Regions from separate parts of the Mus musculus genome. Here regions 1, 3, 4 and 5 are each linked to region 2. The links are chromatin contacts, called in public Hi-C and HiChIP or PLAC-seq maps. All regions are on one chromosome and are shown on one strand. Each heading gives the region's core, a stretch centred on a gene start, on an enhancer-like site or on the middle of the called end of the contact. The rest is flanking DNA. Distances are from core to core; before and after follow the strand shown. Region 1 has its middle 19 kb from the start of Gm36520. Region 2 has its middle 23 kb from the start of Gm36603. Region 3 has its middle 35 kb from the start of Gm36520. Region 4 has its middle 72 kb from the start of Gm36520. Region 5 has its middle 94 kb from the start of Gm36520.

Region 1 (2,700 bases), core at 21-2,520, 250 kb after region 2:
ATATCTGTCTGTCTGTCTGCATGTCTGTCTGTCTGTCTGTCTGTCTCTTCCTATTGGTTCTTTTCTCTGGTCAACACTCACTAATACAAAGGTACTCTGGTTGCTAAGTTTTCAACTTGGTCATGATGGTTGTTGTTTATGTACAGGGTCATACCCCCAGTCCAACCCTACAAAAGCCTGGGAATTAGAAGTATATAGATATTCAGTGAACACTAAATAAAGGGAAATATAAGTACACTAATAAGAAGAATGAAAATCCTAAGGAACAGCAGGCTAGGAAGCAACCCCCAGACCTGCCCTCCCCACCATGCCATTACTGGGTGATCTAGAATTGACTTTAATCTCACTTCATAAACAGTACTTTTCCTAATTATAAAGCGATGCATGTGAACATTTACGGGAAAAAGAATAAGAAGGAAACTTGAAACGTCATATGTATAATCCCACAGACCCCTGACATAATTACAGCATGTTTATTCACTTTCTCTTGTACCTTCAATTTCATGTTTTAGAATTAGACAATTTTTATGCCCCTCGCCTATGAACTCTGTAGCAAAGCTCTTTTAACTCTTCCTTCCTCATAAGACTCAGGGGACGCAGGATCCTCCTGGTGGGAGGAACAGAGAGGAGGAGGTCACTGTCTACAAGACCCGGTGTTGTTGGGCCATGCTTGGCAGAACAGAGCTCTGGGCTACAGTTAATGACGCATTCAGGGGGAGGGCCATCTGCTAATAAAAAAGAAATGCACACACACACTGAGGCTTTTCAGGGGACTATGGGACATGAAAAACAGTGTGATCTGTAGAGAACCAAGGTGACCAAGACTGTGACAAAGTTCAGCAGAGTCGCATAAGCCTGCCACAGCCTAACCAATAAGATGCCCCCAGAAGGTAATGCCAGGGATTAGGAGGTCTTCCACACAAAGGAGGTGCTTTCAGGCTCAGTGGGCTGATGTGTCTGCCGGATGGCATATGCTTTCGTTATTCCAGGAAATGAAAATGGACTTTTGGTGAAAGACCAACAAAAATCTTTGTAAGAATAAAGACAGGATAGTGAATACAAAGGCTTGGAGTTGGGGGAGGGAAACGGGGAGCTTGAGGAAGGGACTGTTTAATGTTTGTTGAGCAAAATTAAACTCTTTAAACCTGTGCCAAGCTAATTTAGTAATAGGAGGCTTTGTGCTTGTAACTCACGTAATCTCTATGGTGTCTGTACTTTGAGATTCCTCGCACTGTCGCATGAACAGTTTGTGCACCTGAATTGATCGCATGCTCTTGTTCAGTGGCTGCAGGGTGGAAGGGTGTGACTGGGGGAGAGAATGGGGAAAGGTCAGAAGTCCACGGAGCAGCCTGCTTGAAAAACACGTCCGCACTGAGAGAGGCAATGAAGGTTGGCTGGTGCTTCCTGCTAGAAGGTTGTTCCAAAGGACTTCATCTTACCGCACCCCTCCCATCTGCTGAAGTTGCCCCTGCTCTGAGGACATGGCTTTATCTTGCTTCGAGTGGCTTCTCAAAGCACACTGGAGTGTCACGTGTAGGATTACATTTTTTTTTTCTGAAGCAGCAGAGGACAAGTGTGGTCCTGCCACCACTGTGAAACTTCAGATGGTCTCCAGACACTCAACTTACTACAGCTATCAGGAGGAGACAATAGGATTCCAAAGGAATTACAGTCTTTACTGCAAATCTGGACAAGAAGAGAGATAACACCATCTTGTCCATTTAAACTTAAGCAGGCTGAACTCTAAACACAAGGAGAGAATCGAGGTAGGGAAACTTAGCTCCATGGGACCTAGCGAGTAACAGAAGCAAACAAGCTGAGGCAAAGTCATCAGACGTTAAATATGTCGACGTTTAATGCAGGAAGCTGGCTGTAGTGGTACACATCTCTAATCCCAGCACTCATCAGGCAGAGGCAGATGGATCTCTGTGAGTTTGAGGCCAGCCTGGTCTACAGAGTGAGTTCTAGGACAGCCAGATCTACATAGTGAGACCCTGTCTCAATCAATCAATCAATCAATCAATCAATCAATCAATTTTAATGTGTCAGGCTAGTCAGAAACAATAGGTGGCTATAACCATGTAGTCGAGCTGATTCTTTGCCAGTCACTGTCCTATCTATTCTGTCTTCTACACCCCAGTGCCCCTGAAATCCTAATAAGGTAATAAAAATATATGTGTATTCCTATGGATAATTAAGCATTGTGCTGTATAGTCTTCTTGCTTAGATTCTCTTTATCCTGTACTTTGTGTGTTGTGTATGCATATATATATATTTGATATATGATATAAATATATGTAAAGTATCTTTAAGAGTCAGTTTGTTTGTTATAAAAGAAATCAGCATTAATCTGGCCAAACTCTTTGCGTCTATGTTGCGGAATATCTCCGCTCTTGCCACACAATACGTGTCCCATTGGAACACACTGCCTGTACTCATCCTCTGAGTTTATTTCAAATAATGCTTACTTGCTTTTAGTAAGTCATAACACACAATTAAGTGCTCATCACTGCTTAACGAAAGAGTCATCTTTTCCATTTCACCAGATCCTGCCCAGCTTCTAGCTTGATCTGCTCAAAGCAAAAGTAATTCATGACCACCAATGCATGATCAGCCATCCGTGAGCTACTACTCCATGGCTCAGAAGTCACCTCCACTCGCCTCGTGTCCTGGACTCGTGTCACGTGACTCTCTCATTTT
Region 2 (2,700 bases), core at 102-2,601:
GCTGAAGGAAGCAAACACACACACACACACACACACACACACACACACACCAGGGAGTCTTGTGCGTAAGATTCGGTTACTTTTCTCTCTCTCTCTCTCTGTGTGTGTGTGTGTGTGTGTGTGTGTGTGTGTGTGTGAGACCAGAGCGTCAGAGTAGACCACTTATAAGGAAAAATGGTTTATTTTGCTCCCAGTTTCAGGGGGCCCCCATCTACCTTCTTTGGCTCCATTGATTCTGGACCTATGGTAAACCAGAAGATCATGGTGGATGGACCATGTAGAAGAGGAGATTGTCTAGGTATGACCCCTAAGTACGGCCCTTCCTGTGACCTCTTACTTGCACCTGGGACCCCACATCCCAGAAACCTCCCAGATAGCACCCCTGATGCCTATAGAGGCCCAGGCCGTCCCACCATCCTTGAATCCCCCCTGAAGTGGACACTTCTTTCTCATACTCAAGACTAAACTGAATTGTAGCTTCTAAGAGCAGGTGACCATCGGTGACAGCACTTTGATTCAAACTCAGGTCTGTTGGGTACCACATGTGTTCCAATCCCAATTCTCCTGCCACCCCAGGGGTGAAGTGTGCCCCACACACGTGCGGCGCTCAGCACGTCCGCACTGCCAGCGGGTAGAGATAAACGGAGACCAAATTTGGTCAGGTTGCTGTGGGGAAGTGGACGGCTTCCTGTTGCCAAATCCTGTTCAGGATTTGGGCCACACAGTGCTTTGATCTAAAAATTTAAGTAGACAAAGAATGAATATTTATTGTTTTTATGATCATTGTTTTATATAAAACAAATTTGGGGGAGTGGGAAGGAATAAATATTTGGGACAGCAAGCATTTAAATGCCAGCGGTTAATTTACTTGGCTACCTTGATTTACAATGGTAACATTTGGGTGGGGAGTTAAAAAGAAGGAGCACTCTTTTGTTCTTGTTTTATTTAGAATTTCTAAAGTCTAAAGGAATGTTTTTATAGCAAGTACACACAGTAATGGGAGAGGGAAAAAAAGAAAAAAGAAAAAGAAAAGAAAAAGAAAAAGTCACCAAGGACTTAGACACCGTTATGGAAGCTTAGGCTTTGGGTATGAAATGAGCAAAGGCTAATTTAGCAAATTCCTTTTTAACCTTTTTTTTTTTTTCTAATTTTCTTTTCTTCTTAAAATAATTTCCATATACAAATTTATCATTACAAGGAAAAACAGGGTGGAAAGAGAAGCTCGAAAGGACGGGAGGTGGGGGCTGGTAGAAGGGAGTTAGCTTTAGGTGACATCACTAGAAAGGGATGACTGTGGGTGGCTTGGGGGCAGCAGAGATGGTAGGTGACCCACTCTCTGGAGGGCCGCGGAAGGATGACTCAGAACGTTCAACTAATGCAGCCGGCGGCTCAGCCCTTTGCCTGGAGATCTGGCGGAATGACTAAGCAGTTACCAGTTTCCAAGTCTTAGGAACCTAAAACCCCCCAAATCACATTTAGAGCTGATACGAGGTTGAGCAGGGGTCATGAGGGAGGGAAATCATCTGATAGGCTTAGAGGGTCAGAGCCCGGCTCTCGAAGTCTCAGACGTACCTCTCGCCGCTATCAGATGTTATTTTCGGGGAAGATTTCACCCACACTAAAAATCGTCCTGCAATTTCACCACGCTCCAAGCCATTGCCACACACGCGTTCAAAGGAAAAAACGAAACAGCAAAAACAGCCTGTGTTTCCTAGGGTCCACCGTTTCATTTCCAATTTGATTTTCCTTATAGCTTATTTGGTTTACATCATTATCCCAGGCGGAGTGGCGTAGCTATGGTAATGCTTATAGAATCTGTGTGTCCCGCCCAGGGCGGCCCGGCTATGGAGCTGTGGGTCAGCACCCGCGCTCCAGCAAGGACGAAGATGACATCAAAGAACCTGAAGACAGAGCACATTTACTTTTCTGATCCAAATTACTTTGTTTGGAAAACAGTAAACACAATTACCTTAACAACAGAGCTGGGAGGCTTTGGGGGTTTAACACAATGTTTTCCTAGCGGGCGGGCGGAGACTGCCTAGGATCACAGCTAAGGGCCTACAGACCCAGGTGGCTCTATTTGTTTTCAAGTCTTTCTCCTCCCAGAAATGAGTTTGGGTAGCTTTTGATCGAGTTCCTTAAAATTAACGTTGTTTAGTTTCTTCATTTCAAATGAAATTAAAGTTCATTTCTCTGTATAAATAAGACCAAATTCTCACTGAGTCTCATTCTGTATCTTTTTCCCCAGGAAGTATCCCTAAACAGGTTTTATATCCAATTATAAACACATAACACGAACACACACAGAGGCATATACAGACATACACACAGACACACACAGACACCCAAAGGAACACACACACATAGACACACACACATAGAGCACAGACATATTCACACACATACATTTTTGCATTTATGGGTATGTATGTGTATTTTTCTGTGCGTATGCACACACACACACACACACACACACACAAAAGGGCATTGGATCCCCTGGGGCTGTAGCAACTTTCTTAATAGCTGAGCCACCACTCCAACCTCTATTGTTTGCCTTTCTGTTTTAAATGTAGTCTAGAGCTGCCTTTCACTGCCGGTCAGTATGGAGCCACTGTGTTCTGTGTGTTTGTAGCACTGTCCCCTACTTTATGTCACCTACCTTCTTAGCAGATGCTTGGGTAATTTTTACAGTTTTGCTCT
Region 3 (2,700 bases), core at 86-2,585, 200 kb after region 2:
TGAGTAGACCACTGTGTATCCAGGCAACAGAATGCTACTTAGGATTAGAAAAAAATTGTTATGACGTCACACCCTGATGTGAGCGAGTCACAGATGCATTGCGTTAGTGAAGGAAGCTGGGGTCAAAAGGCTCAACACTGCATGTATTCCCATGATTCCCAGGGAAAAGTCCACATTACCAACAGGAAACAGATCAGTGGCTACCTACAGTTTAGGGATGAAGTGGCATTTAGTTGTGGGAAACCCAGGAGATTTTGTTTAAGATTATAGAACCAATCTGCAAGGCTCTGTGAGGAGAGAAACATGATTTTACACACAGTTGTCAAACCAGGAGAATTTCCAAGCACAAAGAGTGAACTTTAATGCATGCAAATTGGTTTTCTTAATCAAGGAAGAGGTTAAGAGACCAACCAAGGAGTGCAGATCCTCATGCTTGTGCAACAGGTAGTTTTCTTTTTAACCAACTAAACTATCTCTATAGACCCCAAACTGAAATATTTGTCCCAGCTTATGTAGACATATCCCTTGAGGTGGTAGGACTCCTTAAACTTCAAATTGGCTGTGCTTGGTGACTTGTTTCCAATGGGGAGGTTACAAAAAGATAGGAAAAGGAAGTTTGCAGCAAAGAAGCCCAGCAAACACAACTTCCCCCAGGTGATGAACCTAGCATCCCTTGCATCGTCATTGGCAAGCTGGGATGACGGCACACGTGTCTATCAGTATGTGAGGAAACGAAGATTTTCCCTCAACTGCCCTCCTCCTGATGATTGCTAATCCTGCCTAACCATTTTGAGAGGTGTGAACAAAACACCAGACAAACAAATGAAAGGTCGTCTCATAAAATGTCTGAGGATTTAAAAAAAAAAGTCAAGTCTATGAAAAGGAAAGAACAGTGTGAGAAACTAGAACATACAAGAAGAGAATTAGGGGGCTAGAGAGATGGCTCAGCAGTTAAGAACACTGACTGCTCTTCCAGAGATCCTGAGTTCAATTCCCAGCAACCACATGGTGGCTCACAATCATCTGTAATGGAATTGGATGCCCTCTTCTGGTGTGTCTGAAGACAGCGACAGTGTATTCACATATATAAAATAAATAAATCTCATTAAAAGAAGAGGAAGAGGAGAAGGAAGAGGAGGAGGAGGAAGAGGAGGAGGAGACCACTGGGACATACTGATTTAACATAATTCTGTGTCTTGAGTGGAATCTTGGAGGAGCACCAGTACTTGAAGGAAATTGGTGGGTTATTAATAATAATATAATAGCATTAGATCTTCAGCTGTGACAACTAACACAGCCTTGGGAAGAACAGGAGACATGTGGCATTAGTCATAGAGAGGCTGCAGCTAACACATAAATGTGTACTAGAGAACAAACAAATTTACACGCAGGTATACTCCGAGATGTGACTATAAGTAACTTTTATTTCTCTTTTCTGCTTTGTTTCACTGTCCAAGTGCTGTTCTTGAAAACAAACAGGCATTCCTTAAGTAATTAAAAAAATACTGCCAAGTAAATACATAGAAGTCACTGCCGTCGCAGTAATGGAGGAGGGCACCATTCCTTCCAGATCCCTACTCCTCGCCTGACTCAGAGGACAGCAATCTCAGGGAGTGGGGTGGAAATGCTGACCTGGGGTTGTCACTTCTGAGTCACAGCATGAGAGTGGTCCTGTCTTCGAGTTTTCTAGGTTAAGAACAGGCAAGAACACACACAGAGTGAGCCTGCTCAGTCACCCGTTTGTTTTATTTAGGCCATGTGGTATTTCAAATCAAGTCATTTGAAAAGGAATTCCTTTAGGTTGGGCCCCTCTCCCTGTGCTGACTCCACGAAGTTCAGCTCACCCTTCAAGTCCCGCAGAGGGCTGAGTAGATGTCTCAGTTTGAAAAGTATTTGCCTGTTGTGTGGATTTGGGAGGGATCAACTTGGGTACTTACAGCTCCAAAGCAAAAGAATCAAACAGATTTCCAAAGTGAATGCACAGGAGTGCAGGTAGCTTTCCTGGCTCTCCGGGTGGGGGTGGGGGGAGGCAGTGTGTCCTCTGCATAGGAGAAGTGGAGAATTATAACACTGAAAGGTGGGAAGGAGTGGCTTCCAGGAAAACAGTGTCAAAGCTTTATGCTTAGAGCATCAAAGCTGCAGATGTTTCTTCACCTCAAGGGCAGTCTCATGGACTCTGCTGTGGCGACACTCATGTGCTCCGAATGGACACAGTTGAAGCTACACCCAAAATATAGCTTTTATTTTATTTTTTTTATTAACGATCAAAAATGAGAACTTTCCCTGTCTTCAGCACGCCCATCTTCCGTGAATAAGCAAAACACACCCCATAACTTCTAGCACCTCTCACATTGGACTGGAGCGCTTGAAGATCCCATTTTCTCAGTATCTCGTGCATCCATTCTTGTCCTTCATCCACAGTACCATCCTGGATGCTTGTCCCCTAGCACTTGACTGTGCACACCTTCAGCACCAGTAGCGTGTAATTTACAGCTGGAACACTCAGTGGGCCCTGCTGTGTATCACCTCATAGAGTGTCCAGCAGAATGCCTGTTTTCTATGTTAATGAGGTGGTACAGAGTTGGTATTTGAGGGAATGGGGTCGTTTGGGGTCATTTGAATCCGCGCGGGTAGGGGTGTACTTTGTCTCCTTCAATTGAGATCCACGTGACTGTATCAAAGTTGAAGTTTCAAGTCCAT
Region 4 (2,700 bases), core at 36-2,535, 160 kb after region 2:
ACACGTTTATACTCTGCTGAGGGCAGCTCTTCCCGATGATCCGTCAGTGCTGTCTGAGTAACACTCATGCGCTGCATTTTATAGTTTTCTAAATTATAGGATGCCACAGCGTAAACAGAGATCTTTGTCTTCTTTACAGCCAGGCAGAGACTGGTGGAGAGAAAGCACGTGAGATTCTGATGCTCGGGGTGGTAATGTCAAATCTTATTCACTTAGGCCCAATAAAATCCAGCTTCCTGTCTTATGTCGTCATTACGGATCCATAACAGCGTCACCAGCTAAGAGAGCCACATGCATTGTTTATCCCTGAGTTTGAGGTTCGAGGTGAGCTGGGGGAGACCTGGGAGAGGGTTGAGGATGGAGATAAAGTTATGTCTCGAGCACTGAGCTAAATTCAGTTCAGGAGAGATGATTAGATTCCAGGAAAACAGGTAATTCGGTCCAAAGTTCCTCTGCTACTAAAGGAAATAAGTGGCTCTCAGATGCCTCCAGCGGGAAGAGAGCTTGTCAAAGGAGGGAACGAGGTGCATTTCACTGTCAAGGGCCAGGTCTCAGAATCTCTTCCCAGTGGGATGGAACTACGGACACTCTCAACGGCAAAAATGGACACACACTGCCTTGTTAAAGGTGCTTTCCAAATTCTTTCCAATTAAATTAGTCTCCAAATTCTTTGTCGATAACCAAATGTGTTTGAATTTCTAAACATTCTGATGGGTGGAATTTGGATAAAGAGGAAACAAGAGCCATGAGCTACTCAATGGAGATGGGGTTTTTGTTCTTGTTTGTTTTTTGCTTGTTTTTTGTTTGTTTGTTTGTTTGTTTTTGTTTAAGAGAGCTTTTAAAAGTCACAGCTTAGAACAAGAGCCTGTTAGCACCACCCCCACTTAAAGCAGACCAAAGTCTTCAGTGGCGTCAAAGATTGCACTTAGAATATGAAATGGGAATTTTGTTTAGGGGTTTTCAAGTGTTTTTTTTTTTAAATAAGTGCATTTAGCAAGTATTACTTTCAAGGCAATTGCTTCAGTTAGGTTAACAGATCTACCACAGAGAATCCGAGCGGGTTCTCTGAAAAGCCAGGACTCTGTGGCATTTGCAGCATGGTTGTGTGGCTCTACCACGCTGCTCTCTGCCTGCCTCTAAGAGTTTGGGATATGTGTCCCCCAGCACTCGGGGGCTTGGAGGCTGAGGATGCCCTTGTGAGGGCTCAGCCAGCTTGGCACACTCTCAGTCCTGGGAAGTCCACGCTGTTGTGCAAAGAGCAGGTGGGCGAGAAGGCACAGCACTTCAGGGCAGACTGTACAGCTGCGAGAGGCGGAATTCCCCTCCAAAGGATCGGCGCTGCTTTGAAAATGATTCATCATTAAACTAGAAGGATTTCTGCAGCAGTAGATGAACCTGGGGGCTTGATTGGTTTCAAATTAACTCTTTGTAGTCATTTTTCATTCATCCTTCAAGAGACGGTCTCTGCTTTTTCCACAGACGGGACGCAAATACTCCTTGACATCTTTTCAAGACGGGCAAAGCTCTGGAGCGCTTCTGAACCGCATCTGCTTTCCATTCCGGCCCGCATCTTTGCTGCTAGGAGGCCCGGCAGGGAGGGGCTCCTGCCTCAATCCAGGGGCTGGTTTGCGTCAAGTTCACCATGTAGAAAAAGAGAGATTTGCTTTTCCCTAGAAGGAGAATCTGTGCTTCTGAAGCTACAGGGGAAAGACAGAGGCACGCTCCTGTCTGCTTCTTCTGCGTCCCTTTCTCTCAGGATCTTTCATCCCGTGGTCTTCTCCCTGCCCAGGAGTTAAGAATGGCTTCGCTTTTGCTAATGCCGCTAGTTTAAAGCCTTTTCTCTCCCGGTGGGGGATATCTGCTAGCACTGTTTCTTCTGAGGGAGACTCATGTGTCAGTCCAAAGTGCCTTTCATTCAGGAATCTCATAAACAACTAAATGCATAGCATGCTAGTCTGTGGAAACCTTTCTGGCGACTTAAGTGACGTTTCCTAATCCTCTTCTGCAGCGAGCCAGGCCACAGCACTATGGCCCACTCACGGGCTGCTGCTCCTTAAGCACTTTGATCTCGGGCATGATTACAGTTCATTTCATCATCAAGGATGGTCTGAATTCATGAGCTCTCCCTTTCCTAGTAACAGCCACGGACCATCCGTCCTCAGAAGCAATCCCAGCTCCAGGGAAACTGGATGGAACCAAATGCAAAAGAATAATGGGCTAGCTTCAAACACAAGTGAAAAATGGCTTTTTTTTTTTTAATTAGCCAAATGAGCCTTTGAATGAAGTGCTTCGTAAAACAGAAAAGACTCATTTTCAGGGCACTGTTAAATCCACCAATTGCCACTCAGAGATTAGTAGGTGTGATTATTTTGTTTTCTCTCCTGGAGAGCAAGCCTGAGGTAGAGAACATACCTGCTACATCCAAAGCCAGCGCACAGTTGAGCCTGTAACTCCTGAGTCTATAGATCCGGAAACCCACCATATTTTTCTATTCATATTGGACACACACTGCCTTGTTAAAGGTGCTTTCTTTTTTTGGAGTAGAGTGGGCTACTTTTCAAGACACCCTCCCCCTTTTTATTTACTGCTATTATTTTTTTAAAAAGATGTTGTTTTACTATTTCAAAGTGTGTGTTCATGTGAGTGTGCTTGTGCGTGCGTGTGTGCATGTGTGCGTAGTCTTGTGAATGCAGATGCCCA
Region 5 (2,700 bases), core at 36-2,535, 140 kb after region 2:
ACATCCACTAACATTTCTTCTGGAGCTAGCCTACAGGTGGTAGTTGTGTTTACAAGGGAGGGGAGTCCAGGTGTCTTGGCCCTGTGTCTGCCCTACGCTGTGACAGCTGAGTGGAGGATGTGGTTTTGTCGGGCCCACTGTAGAGGCGTATTATTGTGTGCAAGGTGTAATTGGGTATTGCTTCCTGCCTTCAAAGCCCAATCTTTACAGTTTCTCACCAGGCAACAGATCGGGGAATTGAGCAAGGACAGTAAAGAATGAACACAGCAGACTGTGTGTGACAGTAGACCAGAGCATATGGCAACACATATGCTTGGAACACACCAGAAAACGCAACATGCCCTGAGTCATAATCTCCTTGCTTCTGTCCGGTTGTACCTGATGGATGTTAACCTGCTTGGCGGTTCTCTTTATCAAAGGATGCGGTTTCCATGGGACCGTGGGAAGAGCAATCTCTCTGCTCTCACACTGGCTGAAAGGGAGCAGTGTTAGGATGAGAGAGGAGTCAGTCAGTACCTAGAAGGGTCCCTGTACCCGTTGTTCCCGTCCCCTGCTCAGTCTTGCAGATTGTATATGTGTGTAGCTGGGAGGGTGGGGGTGGCTGGGGGGTGGGGTGAACTGACCTGCAGACATACCCTATCTTTTGCCTTTCTTTAGATCCTGCCGGGAAGGCTGTTTGGGGGGCCAGGGAATGGAGCCCAGCACGCAGTATGCTGTTATGCTAAGTCTTCGAGCCTTGCCTAGACTGGGGTAGAGTTGGAGTCAGGGCAATGGAAAGGTCTAGTTGCCAACTGCGCCCTCCTCCAAAGCGCTCCTGCTGACTCTCCCTGCTCAGTCACCCCTTTGTTGACTTCCTATATTTTCACTCAGATGTGGTTTAGTGTTTTCTTTCCAAGGCATATTTTGCATGGAAGAATGCTTTCAGTGAGCTGAGGCCCTAATTGCCAAATAATGGTTGCCAAAACATGTTATTTTGGCTCGAGATGGTACAGAGCAGGAGGCGGTTTCCCCTCCTGAAAAAGAAAGAAAGAAAGAAAGAAAGAAAGAAAGAAAGAAAGAAAGAAAGAAAGAAAGAAAGAAATCCTTCCTCAGCAGCCCAAAAGGCCATTTGCAAACTCGCGACATCCAGGCCTCTGCCATGCCACGGAGCTTCCTTGAGTGAGGGTGACCACCGTCTCCAGCCATTCCCAGCCTCCCCGAGTCTCTTCCGGTGTCTGAGGAGGGGCTGTCTCCCAGCCTGGCCTTTGGCTGTGGGCACTGGGCTGAAGGAAGCCGCCAGGACTTGTCTCCTCCCCAGCCCCGCCAAAGGCTGCCTGCTCCGCCACCCGGCGAGTGTTCCCACCCGGCGTGCTCTCCGAGCAAGCGAGCAAGCGAGCAAGCGAGCGAGCGAGCGGCTGCCAGCTAACTGCAAACACCAGCCGCCCAGCAAGCACGGGGATTCCAAATAGAGACAAATCTGGGGCCCCAGGGGGAAGCTGGATGGAACTGATCAGTATGAGAGATATATCACTGCTAATTAAGTCCGGATCCCCTGGCTCCACTTGAAACAAACCAGGGAGGGATCAGGTTTTGAGAGCAGGTGCTGACTGGCTGCAAAACAGGAGTCCATCACTTGAGGAAAAGGTTTCTGCGTGCAGCCATGGGGGATGAAGTGGGGAGGGGTGGTGGTGGCGCACAACGGGACAGCGACCAGGAGCCCAAGGCTGTTCTGAGAAATGTCATTACGGGACAGAGAGCCACGAGAAGGGACTTTGTCTTAGGACATAAAGGAACTTGTGGAAAAACAACCCTTTAAAACCAAAATAACAACAACAAAACAATAAAACCTACTGCTGTAAGCAAGAACTCCGTGCCTGCCTCATTTTTTGTTTTCTGTTTTTTGTTTTTTTCCCTTTTGATAGCTGACTTACTTTCTTCTCTCGGATGGACAATGGAGTTAATTTAGAGGCGAGTAAACACTTTCCTGGCGACGCCAGAAGCAATTTCATTAGGGTCTGGACAATATGGGATTTGTTGCGACTCAGATGCTGGTCCAGTGTGGGCCCCAAAGCCACCCACCCACCCGGCTGCCTTCCCAGACTGCTGGAGAAAAACCTATTCTGAGTACCAGGAAGTAAATAAGCTTAACAGCATACACTTCAGGGAAGGAAGTGTGACAGTTGTCTTCATGAAGAGGAAATATGTTTATAAGGATCTAGACAGCATACACTGTGTTTTTGTTTGTTTGTTTTGTTTTGTTTTTTTTGTTTTTTTAATCTGGAACGTTTCCTTCACACTTGAAATTATTGTTCTCTTTTACAGTCAACCTGGATTGTCAGTGTTCTCATCTGAGGACTCTGCCAATCAATCCACAATGATTCTATGAAGTAAGTGTGGCTTGAAAAGGTTACGGTGACCAGAGATTTGAATGTCTACAGAGCCCATCTCTTACTGCCACAATGTTCCTTTTCCTCTGAGCTCCAGACTGCCATAAAAATAAAGCTGCTTTTTAGATATCAAATACATTGAATGAATGAATGAATGAATCTTGTGATGTTAAAGATTAGTCTTGCTGTGACCTGAGAAATTCTTCTAATATATGCAAAGTCTAGTATTCTGCAGATCTCCTGTTTGGGGGACAATATTTGTATTGAGTTTAAAGACATCATTCTGAGGGTCTTCCTTTGATCTGTATGAGGAATGCTCTTAACGCTGGTAGCA

What was found. HiChIP or PLAC-seq counts read pairs in DNA pulled down with a chosen protein or histone mark. Hi-C and Micro-C count contacts between places; a contact is called where the count stands out from the background.
Region 1: a contact with region 2 is called in an H3K4me3 HiChIP or PLAC-seq map of forebrain, with 5 times the contacts expected there. The contact joins two enhancer-like sites. A contact is called at or near these places in 2 of 484 Hi-C or Micro-C datasets (nephron progenitors and palatal mesenchyme) and 8 of 115 datasets of contacts at active chromatin or transcription factors (the NIH/3T3 cell line, craniofacial prominence, embryonic basal ganglia and 5 more).
Region 3: a contact with region 2 is called in a CTCF HiChIP or PLAC-seq map of the NIH/3T3 cell line, with 7 read pairs. The contact joins two enhancer-like sites. A contact is called at or near these places in 5 of 39 promoter capture datasets (the HPC-7 cell line, frontonasal cranial neural crest, liver and 2 more), 3 of 15 datasets of contacts at CTCF or cohesin (CD8 T cells, the NIH/3T3 cell line and large pre-B cells), 14 of 484 Hi-C or Micro-C datasets (B cells, CD8 T cells, LSK cells and 10 more), 8 of 115 datasets of contacts at active chromatin or transcription factors (the 230-238 cell line, embryonic midbrain, embryonic stem cells and 2 more) and 1 of 9 other capture datasets (embryonic stem cells).
Region 4: a Hi-C map of the N1E-115 cell line shows a contact between it and region 2, with 4 times the contacts expected there. The contact joins two enhancer-like sites. A contact is called at or near these places in 3 of 484 Hi-C or Micro-C datasets (CD8 T cells, the N1E-115 cell line and nephron progenitors) and 3 of 115 datasets of contacts at active chromatin or transcription factors (embryonic midbrain, forebrain and stem cell-derived neural progenitor cells).
Region 5: a Hi-C map of uterus shows a contact between it and region 2, with 5 times the contacts expected there. The contact joins two enhancer-like sites. A contact is called at or near these places in 4 of 484 Hi-C or Micro-C datasets (CD8 T cells, nephron progenitors and uterus) and 4 of 115 datasets of contacts at active chromatin or transcription factors (embryonic midbrain, forebrain, stem cell-derived neural progenitor cells and 1 more).

What each region holds. Positions count from the first base shown.
Region 1 is chr3:130,831,896-130,834,595 of GRCm38.p6, reverse strand. No RefSeq gene overlaps it. Among named protein-coding and RNA genes, the nearest start is that of Gm36520, 19 kb to the left of the region's middle. Within about 2 kb of position 1,270, at least 20 of the 459 cell types and tissues checked have an H3K27ac peak or open chromatin away from gene starts, as enhancers often do. A contact at or near this core is called in forebrain, where this site is marked.
Region 2 is chr3:131,084,107-131,086,806 of GRCm38.p6, reverse strand. No RefSeq gene overlaps it. Among named protein-coding and RNA genes, the nearest start is that of Gm36603, 23 kb to the left of the region's middle. Within about 2 kb of position 1,351, at least 120 of the 459 cell types and tissues checked have an H3K27ac peak or open chromatin away from gene starts, as enhancers often do. A contact at or near this core is called in CD8 T cells, the N1E-115 cell line, the NIH/3T3 cell line and 3 more, where this site is marked.
Region 3 is chr3:130,885,121-130,887,820 of GRCm38.p6, reverse strand. No RefSeq gene overlaps it. Among named protein-coding and RNA genes, the nearest start is that of Gm36520, 35 kb to the right of the region's middle. Within about 2 kb of position 1,335, at least 45 of the 459 cell types and tissues checked have an H3K27ac peak or open chromatin away from gene starts, as enhancers often do. A contact at or near this core is called in the NIH/3T3 cell line and uterus, where this site is marked.
Region 4 is chr3:130,922,361-130,925,060 of GRCm38.p6, reverse strand. No RefSeq gene overlaps it. Among named protein-coding and RNA genes, the nearest start is that of Gm36520, 72 kb to the right of the region's middle. Within about 2 kb of position 1,285, at least 27 of the 459 cell types and tissues checked have an H3K27ac peak or open chromatin away from gene starts, as enhancers often do. A contact at or near this core is called in the N1E-115 cell line, where this site is marked.
Region 5 is chr3:130,944,901-130,947,600 of GRCm38.p6, reverse strand. No RefSeq gene overlaps it. Among named protein-coding and RNA genes, the nearest start is that of Gm36520, 94 kb to the right of the region's middle. Within about 2 kb of position 1,285, at least 180 of the 459 cell types and tissues checked have an H3K27ac peak or open chromatin away from gene starts, as enhancers often do. A contact at or near this core is called in CD8 T cells, forebrain, nephron progenitors and 1 more, where this site is marked.